2 separate regions of the Muntiacus reevesi genome follow, and region 1 is linked to region 2. A link is a contact called in public Hi-C data. All regions are on one chromosome and are shown on one strand. Each heading gives the region's core, a stretch centred on a gene start, on an enhancer-like site or on the middle of the called end of the contact. The rest is flanking DNA. Distances are from core to core; before and after follow the strand shown. Region 1 holds the start of ITSN2 (intersectin 2). Region 2 holds the start of ATAD2B (ATPase family AAA domain containing 2B).

Region 1 (5,173 bases), core at 1,281-3,780, 270 kb before region 2:
CTAAAAGAAGCTTTTCAGGTTGAAGGGAACTTTAAGATGGAAACCTTCATTCAACAGGGAAGAATGAAGCACACCAAAAATGCTTAGCATCTGAGTAAATTAAAAACTATTTTTTGCTCCTTTTCTCTTAATTTCTTTTGAAATTGCTTTTAGTACTTGGTTATAGTCTATTGTTTATAGTCTTGGGAGATTTATTACTTGCAGAGGTATTACATATGAGCTCACAGCCTTCCTACTCTGTATTTATCTTATGGGATGCTTAGAGTCTGGAATTGCTTCTGCTCTCTATTCGAGCCTCTTTCCATTACTAAGAATTTGTTATGTGCACCTACTGGGTAGTAATGTGGTGAGGGACAAAAGTCTTTCAAAACCAAGAGAAAGGGAGATTGCTAGAATATAGAATATATATGGTTGGGAGGGAGAGAATCAGTGCAGGAAAGGAAAACATTGAGATTAAATGCTCCCATGGTAAAAGTGAAGTTACCAGGAACAGGCCTTCAATCTGTCGTAATTTGTGGCAGAACTTGGGGAAGAGAAACGTAACATACTTAGTCCACTACCTAATTTCTCAACCTTCTCACCCTACAATAATTCCTAATCTTAAGGCTTGACAGATATGTCTATATGTCTTTAGGTAGTACTTAGTTCCTCCAGGTATCTGATTTCCAGTTGGCGCAGGAAGTGAAAAAGAGGTGGTAGGATTTGGTAAATAATAAGGGGAGAAATTATAGATACAGTTTCAAGGCGTGTCCTGTGAGGAGAAGAGGAAGTCAAAGAGCTGGAACTGTGGTGGTATCACCCATATGAATCATCAGTGCTGAAAGAGGAGGATAGGATGGACACACTGGCCTCAGAGCTCTGAATGGAACCCTGGGATATAATTGTTTTAGTGTTTGGGGTACTATAGGCTTCCAATTGTATTCAGGACCTCAATTTCTATCAGAAGTCCTTAGCTTTTTGGTCTATTATAGGAAGACTTAAATTTTTTCCTTAAATTTCTTTATAACTATTCCTTTCTACAAAGTTCATTTTTGTCCTACCAAGGATTTGGCCTCCTCCTTTAGAAAGAAAGAGGACTCAGGGTGAATGGTATCAGGTCCAGAACCCAGAAACACAAATGACATTGATCAGACAATGGGAGGGAAATGGAGACTGGTTATCAATCGGCCTATTGGGAATAAAAATAGATTTTACCTTACAGACCAACCCTTTGGAGAACTACAGTTGAGAAGGATTCAGAGGCTTGGACTGAAGCACAGACTCCAAAAGGTATCATAAATAATTGGTGATATCTGTCATGGGAATAAGACCATGTGCTCAAGAGTGCTGTCTGTAGCTTGGGTGGTTTGTTTGCAGACTGATTGGTCCCCAGCAGATAAAGGACAGACAGACTGGTCTCTAGTAGATAAATGACTTCCTAGGCAAATGCAAAGAAGTCAGGTTTTCCTGTGTCACTAGCTCAGGACCTGTCTATAAAGTCAGGTCCAAATCTAAGAGTTAGGAAAGACATCGAATGTGAGAGCGGGAAAAGCCTGTTTATCATCACTAATGTTTGCTAAGTTCCTCACAGGAGTTGCCTGTCTAGTTCAGATAGGCCTGGTCTCTGGAGTCACACCTCTTAAGTCAGCCTGGCTACATTCACATGCCCCAACGTGTACGAATGGAAGGAAGCTATGGGATCTTTTGCTCTGCACAGATTTCTCCTTTTCCAACAAGTCATGGTTATGAGTTTTGTACATGGGTCCATCCTACACTCCACGTGTAAAGCCAACAAAAATTTTGGGTCTTGCACCTCCACTTTGTTATGCCCATAACCACCGACGCCACCTCGAACCTCAAATAACAAAGAGCCTTTCTCTTGAAGGAGTGCTGTGTCAAGGGCAAGCCCCCCATAAATGGTGGTGACTTGAGTTATTTAGTCTTTTGTGAAGAGACTAGGAGCTGAAAGGGGAGAAAAAACAGATGCTGAATTTGAGCTTCACCTGTCAGGCGGCTCTCAGGTGGGGAAGAAAGGTCAGCATAGGGAGGGCTGCAGGTCGTGGAATTCACGGAGAGATCACTATCTTCCTACTGCTTGGCCAGAGTATTCGAGTTAGCTGCTCTGCGTGTGGATAGGGGCTGGAAGGCTCCTTTCTCGTCCTTTTTTGTTTGTTATAGAGGAGGGTGAGGGACGCTGAATGGACGACTGTTAGGTACGATGAAGGTGAGTCCTTCTAGGGTATTTGAAGGAAAGGGCCGTAACACACCCATGAACAAAGGTGGGAATAACCTATGCCCGTCCCATCCCCATTCCAGGGGAATTGAACTCCCAGGTGAGAAGGCTCCGGAAAGAACCCCACAGGTACTTGGGGTGGGGTGGGGGCGCATGCATCAGGGACGTGCTGGACACCGGTTGGCCCTCCTCCGAAACCATGGGGTCTGCGGTGGCAGGAAACGCACTACCCAACCCCAACATGTCACCTCGGGGAGGAGGAGCCAGGTGGGTAGGCACCCCTCCAGGAAGGGCTGCCGTGTTCAGGGCTTCGGGGCCTCCCCGAGGGAAGAGACGAGCATGAGGACCAGACCCGCGGGGTCCGCGGCCTCGAGACTCCGGGGGTGAGGAGCCGCGCCCGGGCCAATTTCGGGTTCCCAAGGGAGTACGAGTCGGTGCCCGCCAGCGGGCGGGCGGGCCGTCAACTGCCCGGCCCGTCGCCTCCCTCCCCGCCCCCCGGCTTCCTGCGGAGGCCGCGGCCGCCATGTTGTGGGGCTGAGGCGGCGCCGCGGAGCCCGAGCGGCCGTGACAGGCTGCGCAACAGGTTCGCTGTCGGCGGCCTGACGACGAAGCAGGCGCGGCGGCGGCTGCCGAGCAGGTCTCCCGGCATCCGCCCGCGCCCGCGCCGCTGGTGCCGAGGGGCGCGGGGTCGCGCTGTGACGTGCGGGAGGCGCGGCGGGCGCGCCAGGTGGGTGAAGCCGCTGCCCGGGCTGCGGCAGGGCGCGGGGCAGGTGCAGGCGCTGCCGTGTCCGCCGCGGGGAGGCTCGCGGGCCGGGCTGGAAGGCGGCTGCGCGCCCCACACGACGCGGACGGGCCCTCGGGAGCCCGGGAGGTCCCCGAACTAGGCCCCTGGCAGTCTTGGCGGCGCCGGGCGGAAACCTCCGGCCCCGGGTTCCTGCCCCCGCGGCGCGGCAGGGGCGGACGGCCAGGGGCCGGGGCCGGGCTGCGTCTTCCCCGCGGCCAAACCCCGGACCCCGGCCGCGGCCTCTTCTGGCAGGTGCGGACGCCGCGGCCGGCTCCCTCGCTTTCGGGGTGCGGGCAGAAGCGAACCAGCCCTGAGGGGCACCCGCCCGCTTCCTCGGGGCCCCATTTTATTTTCACGGAGTTGGTTTTCCTTCTTGGCAATGGTTGGTGCGGAACGTCAGGTGAGCCGCATCCCAGTGCGTCAAAGTAGCCCGAGTCACGAGAGGCCAGTGGGCGGATGCTCTGAGTCCGACGCTCTCATTAAACCAAAGTTGGGAAATGTTACAATTTGACTTCAGCGTTATTGACTTCTAGGGTATACAGGAAGCACGGAGAGCTGTAATCTCTTGGACCAGAGTAAAAGTTGATTGCTTTTATAATTTTTTTTGAAGACGCCTGCATGTGTATAGTGAATGGGTAAACCGAGGCTGAAATGCAGATGGCTGTGCATTTTGTAAAAAGATGATGTATTTGGATTTATTAATCCTGTGCGTTATGGTAGAGTGATTGCTGATGGCAAGTATGCTTCACTTGAGACATATTAATTAGGAATATTTTTGATAGAATACTTTGTGATAGGAATTAAGCTTAACACAAAAATGTTTGCTTTGCTAAATGCACTAGTTTGTTTTTACTAGGGTTTACTTGCTTACCCAGGAATAGGCAAATGTGCCTTGAAATTTTGTGTTGTCCTAGTCAGCTTAATTTAGGTAGCATACACTCCAGGTTAAGCTTCTTAAGCCTCTTAAGAAAAGTAATTGCCTCTCTCCCTGTGCTTCTTTGCTATGTTGTTAATCAGTGGTGAAACCTAAACACAATCTAGAAACATCACGTAAAACCCTTACATAAATTAATAATGACGTCTCTCAAAATTTAAAGATGGTAGCAATTTTGTTGTGCTAGGTTTCTTTGGCTGTGCCTACGATTCCCTTGTAATTTATTTCGCCCAGCTTTATTGAGATATGCTTGATATATATTCCTTATTACTTCAAAAGTAGGTAAGGTGAAAGTTGTTTCTAAAAGCTTCATTTAAGGACAAACAGAATTTTGTGGTTTTTTTGAGGCCATGGAAAAAATTGTGCATGGCTGCTGATTTAATGTAGTAGTAGTGAGCCTCACTAAAGCTTGCATTTTTTAAATATACTTTAATGCATGTAATTGTTTTTTTTGCTTACTTTTATAACGAAAGGTAGCATTGTTTGAGAAAACTTGACCTGTACTGAATTACTGAGCAGGGAGGTACTATTGTTAGTTCAGCATATCTCATGGCTAAAATCCAGATCTCATCAGAATATGAGAAAATGTATTATACAATTGCTGGGATTAGAATTATGGTTTTAAAAAAACTTTGTATCTTCACAAAATCTTAATAGTAAAAGGAACCTCTATCCATCCATCACCCAAACTCAGCAGCTTTCAAGACCTTCTTTGCCCATCTCTTTCTTCCTTTATTTTTTTCACTCCATAGACTTACCATATCTCTTTTTTAAAGTGGAAATTTCTTACATAACCTTAAGATTTTTACTTTGTTGTATTTTTAATATAGAGTTTCACAAATTTCTATCTAGTAAGACAAAAAGACCATTTATTGGCTATCTACTTCAGCTACTTTCCTCAGTATTAAAATATATTTACCATTTTTGTCATTTATTGAGCACTTACTGCCTCTCAGGCTCTGTGTTGTGTTACATAATCATTTGAAGCTCACAGAGACCCTATGAGTAGTTCTTTCCCACCCATCAAATAGATAACTGAAATGTTAACCTGGAGGTTAACAGAGCTTCTCTAGGTTAACTGAGTTATTCTAGGTCACTGAGCTAGTAAGTACAAGAGCTGGGTTTCAAACCAAGATTCTTCTAACTTCAGCATCTGTTCCTTATATGGTACCTTCATCTTGGTTCAGAAATTAAAACAAAAGGTTATTTGGGCATTCAGTATTTGTTGAGTAAATGAATGAAA
Region 2 (5,087 bases), core at 2,527-5,026:
ATGTGTTGGCTGTTTTTGATGACTTTTCAAAGTCATGTTCATGAGACTATATATATTTGCATATCCTGTTGAAGGTGCATTCTTTTGGAGATAATTTACATTTAACCCTTGCTTTGTGCTTAGGATCTTTTGATTTAACCTGAGGTTTCATACTATCAGATTTGGTAACTTTAGGCTATAAATCTGAGAACTGGTTTGTTGTTTTGAATTCTTAAGGGATATGTTTTTTCCCCCTCTCATTCTTAGTGTAGGTGTTGAGCAAGACAGTTCTTGCAGCTTCCTGGAGAATAGTGATAGGAAGACTGGTTGATTTCTTTTCTTTTTCTTTTTTCACTATGCTGGAGCTTCATTGTGGTATGGACTTTTCTAGTTTTATTGTGAGGACTACAGAGTGCTTGGGCTAAGTACTTGAAACCCAGGGCTTAGTTGCCCCTCAGCATGTGGGATCTTATTTCCCTAAGTAGGGATCAAACCTGTGTCCCCTGCTCTGGAAGTTGGATTCTTAATCACTAGACCACCAGGGAGGTTCTGGTTGGTTTATTTCTAATTCACCCTTCTCAGGTATATCCTTTTTGTACCAGGATTTTGCAAGGTACATTAGATTCTGTAACCTAAGCAGGTTCTGGACTTTGTCTTCTGTCTCTTCTATCTTCCATAGGCAGAGAAAAATAGATCAAGCTCACTGGAGTTGAGCAAATGTACGGAAAGTGAAAGCTGTCTTTACAGCTTTGTTTGCTTGTCTGGGTTCCTCTTGTGACTTAGTTTTTGGTCTGAGTATTCTTTAGCATCTTGCCAGCTCCTATAGTTTAAAGTAAGGCTTAAAAAATGCTTTTACTTGATTTTTCAGTTATTTTCTCTTTATTGTGTAAAACAAGCAACTCTTTCATATCTTCTTCAAACTTTCATTTTTTGGGTTCATTTTTTCTTCATTTTGTGGTTCAGGATGTATCTCAGAAGTCATCACTTCTCAGCTTTCTCTAAACTCTGCTTGAATTAGAGGTTTCTGCCTTATTCTTTCTAATCACATTGTTCGGCAGCTTACTGGTTCCTTGCCTGTCTCTGTTCCCTTCTTGTCTGTGAGTTCTTTGAGGGCCAGAACTAGATTGTTAATAAAAACAACAACAACAACAACAACAACAACAAACAACCCTCCATGTTTCCGGGTCTGATAGAGTATCTGACACCAGTTAGGGTTCGAATAAACAGTAAATGGTATGTGCTAAGTCGCTTCAGTTGTGTCTGACTCTGTGTGACCCTATGGGCTGTAGCTTACCAGGCTCCTCTGTCCTTGGGATTCTCCAGGAAAGAATACGGGAGTGGATTGCCTTGCCTTCCTCCAGGGGATCTTCCTGACCCAGAGATTGAATCCATTTCTCTTATGCCTGCATTGGCAGGCAGGTTCTTTACCACTAGCACCACCTGGGAAGCCCAGTAAAGGTACTGTTTTACAGAACTACTGGAAAAACCATACCTTTGACTATATGGACCTTTGTTGGCAAGGTGACGTCTCTGCTTTTTAATACGCTGTTTAAGTTTGTCATAGCTTTTCTTCCAATGAGTGTCTTATATGCCTTTTACTGTCTGATTTAAGGAGTTAAGCATTAAGTTTCTTGAAGGAAGGACTGTTTAATGGTCAAATATATTTAGTATTTAACATAGTAATGAAAGTGAAAGTGAAAGTCACTCTGTCGTGTCTGACTTTGTGACCCCATGGACTATACAGTCCATGAAATTCTCCAGGCCAGAATACTGGAGTGAGTAGCCTTCCCCTTCTCCAGGGGATCTTCCCAACCCAGGGATCAAACACAGGTCTCCCTCATTGCAGGCAGATTCTTTACCAGCTGAGGCACAAGAGAAGCCCAACACATTAGTAGGTGTTAGTAAATTTTGTTTGTGAAAGGAATGGATCACTGAAGATAGTTAATAAGCTTACGAAGTTATGTTAATATTACAAAGCTAGGCAAGTATCCTCACTTGAGACTGTATCCACTGTTAGGCTGTAGCTGTACACATTTGTTACTTCTAGCAAGAAACAGTTTTTTTTTTTTCCTAGTAGCACTTAGTTGCCTTTAACTTCATTTGAAACAATTTTGTTAGATTGTATCATGACAGCTGTCACAATAGTATGTATTAAAAAAAACAAACTTACAAAATTGGTAATTTTTGTGTAGCCAATATTGAAGATGGAAGGAAAAAGGCAACATTGTTGGCATTTTTTTGATGTTCTCTAGCTAAGCTGTGTCTGACTCTGTGACCCCATGGACTGCAGCTCGCCAGTCTTCCATGTCCTTCACTAACTTCCAGCATTTGTTCTAACTCATGTCCATTGGATTAGTTATCCCATCCAACCATCTCAGCCTCTGTTGCTCCCTTTCCTTCTGCCCTCAGTCTTTCCCAGCATCTGGGTCTTTTCCAGTGAGTCGACTCTTCAAATCAGGTGGCCAGAGTATTGGAGCTTTAGCTTTAGCACCAGTCTTTCCAATGAATATTCAGGGTTGATTTCCTTTAGGATTGACTGTTTTGATCTACGTTGTGGTAACTCAAATAACAATCTGACTTTCTCAGTTTAGGACTACAAAAACAAATACAGAAGCAAGTCCTTTGTCTACTAATTTGCATACCATACACCTTTTCAGGATACTTTGAATAATAAAGCCAGATTCTTTCTGGAGGAAATGAAACTGTTTATTTTGTTCAATGATCTCATAGCTAGTTGATCCAGGAAAACTGAAATCTTGTATTATGAGGTCTCCATACCCAAGAAGCGGGTTTTAAATAGTGGGTGAAGTGTTCTGGGGAGGGTGTGGTATGCAAATTAGTGTAAGAGGGACTTGTCTGCTTTCCTGGAATCTGTACTGCTTCTCCAACAGAAAAGCCATTTCCATTCCCAGTGCATTATACAGTTTTGTTCAACAATTAGTAGCTTGGATGGCTGGAATTCTCTAATTTTGTTGCAGCTTGTTGATTTTTACAAGACTTTTCTCGAGTCTTCAATTTTTATAGGTGAGGCAATTTTTGGAAATGAATATAATTCTTATTTACAGAATAGCTTTTCATATTGTGTCCCTTAATCTTTTTCTGTGAAAGTTAAATGGCACATTTTGTATCTTTGTGTTCAGCTTTTGTATTTTTAATTCTTGCCCGGGCAGAAAACAGTGGAAGCTCTTAGAAGAATTCATTCTTCGTGGACTCCGCCTTAGGTCTGGCTAACGTTACAGAAAACGACAGTGCCTTGCTTTGTTTAAAGACGCAGGGTTCTAGCGTTAGTTCTTTCTTAAACTTAACCATGTGCCAGATACGACACAGATCTGTTTTTATCACAATTATCATTCACATTTTTGTAGTCCTGAAAAGTACGACTCAAGTTCAATGTCTTGCCTTGGGGTCCCTGGGATTCCCCCTCAGTCACCACGCCCTCGTCTTCACCGGTCCCCCTCTATCCTCGGCCTTTGCCAGTCCTTTCTGGCTCCATTCAGGGCACCTGGGGGTGATGATGGCCATGCTGGGGTAGCCAGGCCTGGCCGGGTATGAAGGTTCCACGACCGACTCCAGCGCGCTAACTCGTCCTGAGCACATTCTGGTTTTTCTCATCCTCACTTCCTCGGCGGCCGGCCAGACCTGGAAACCATAGAGCTAACAGCCCAGAGCGTCCCTTCCGTGGCCGCCGAGCGCTGACAGCGCGCCGCTGGGAGGGGCCTACTGGAGGGGCGGGGGAAGAAGAGGGAAAAGCCGGCAAGAGAAGGGCTGGCCGGCCTTGCAGCGCCCCGCAGCGGCCAGGCCGGAAGCGGTCTCGTCGGCCCTGCGGCGCTGGAGTCCTGACGCACGGAGCTCGAGAGCGAGAACGGGAGAGAAAGGGGCAGAAATGGCGGCTCCGCTCGGCTCCCGCTGAGGAGGGCGAAGCCGGCAGAGAGTCTGAGCCGTCGGCCCGGAGCATCGCTCCCGTCTCCCGCTACCTGTCTTCGCACGCCGACTTCTCTTCCTTTGCCCTGCTCTCTCCTGTCTTCATCTGCGCTCCTCGGAGTCTGGTTCGGCTTGTCTTTCCCGGCCCGGCTCCACTGGCCCTGACTGCCCGGCCAGCGGGCCGGCCTTCCTTGGGTCTCCCCGGCGCGGCGGGCGCCGCGGGTGCGGCGTGGACCCCGTCCTCCTGGCTGAACCATGGTGAACACCCGGAAGAGCTCTCTGCGCCTTCTCGGATCTAAGTCGCCTGGGCCTGGGCCTGGGCCTGGGGCCGGAGTAGAGCCCGGGGCGACCGGAGGCAGCAGCCATTTCATCTCCTCTCGGACCCGCTCCTCCAAGACCCGTGCTGCCAGCTGCCCCGCCGCCAAGGCCGGGGGAAGCGGCGGCGCCGGCGTCGCTCTGGATGAGGCCCGGGTAAGAGCGCGGCGGCCCGAGTCCGGAGGCTGGCAGGTTGGCCCGGCCGCCGGGGCTTTGTCTGACCGGGTCGGGGCAGGAAGCCTCCGGTGGGGACCGCTCGGGCGGCTGGAGACCTGGTCTGCGGGTGCGGTGGAGGGTGGCAGCCGGCTAGGTAGGGCCGCGACAGCTCTGCTGGCCGCGCTCTTTTGTGTGAAGAACGGGACTTGAGTCCAGGGGTGAGGGTTATTCCGGGGGGGTGGTGGTGTTTGTCTTCTCGGGAACATCAGAACAGCCTGCTTTCTGAGTCCTTGTCCGGCCCGAGAGAGGAATTCCAGGGGAGCATGAGCGAGGGGCCAGAGTCCCCGTTTGGAAGGGCTGGAGAGGAGAAGTGAAAGTTTTCTGCGGTGTCAAACCCTTCCTGTAAAGTGTGTCAGCTCCTGCCGGTGTCTAACTCCAGCTTACTCTCAAACTGTTTGGGGGTGGTTCAAGTTGGTGAGGAAGTGAGCGGAGAGCTCCAGTTGGCAGCCAGGCAGGGATGCTGAAAAAAGTTTGTAGCTGCTCTGACAGCAACTTTAAAAACAAAATCAACACTATCGCCTCTCCAGGCAGGAGCGATCAAACGTGATGTCTGGAATCAGCCAGCCCGCTAACCAGGGTTCTAGAAGGGACTCGGTAGAGTTTTCTAGTAGAGCCTTAAGGTCGCAAAAGGGGCACGTCTAAAGAAACATGTCGAA

The links. Hi-C and Micro-C count contacts between places; a contact is called where the count stands out from the background.
Region 1: a Hi-C map of blood shows a contact between it and region 2, with 2.1 times the contacts expected there. The contact joins the promoter of ITSN2 here to the promoter of ATAD2B in region 2. A contact is called at or near these places in 2 of 3 Hi-C or Micro-C datasets (blood and muscle).

Annotation. Positions count from the first base shown.
Region 1 is chr3:30,547,205-30,552,377 of mMunRee1.1, reverse strand. ITSN2 (intersectin 2) reads left to right here and starts at 2,530. Exons shown (of 39, transcript XM_065928660.1): 1 at 2,530-2,595.
Region 2 is chr3:30,276,878-30,281,964 of mMunRee1.1, reverse strand. It overlaps ATAD2B (ATPase family AAA domain containing 2B), which reads left to right and starts at 3,776. Exons shown (of 29, transcript XM_065928639.1): 1 at 3,776-4,371. The coding sequence starts at 4,156.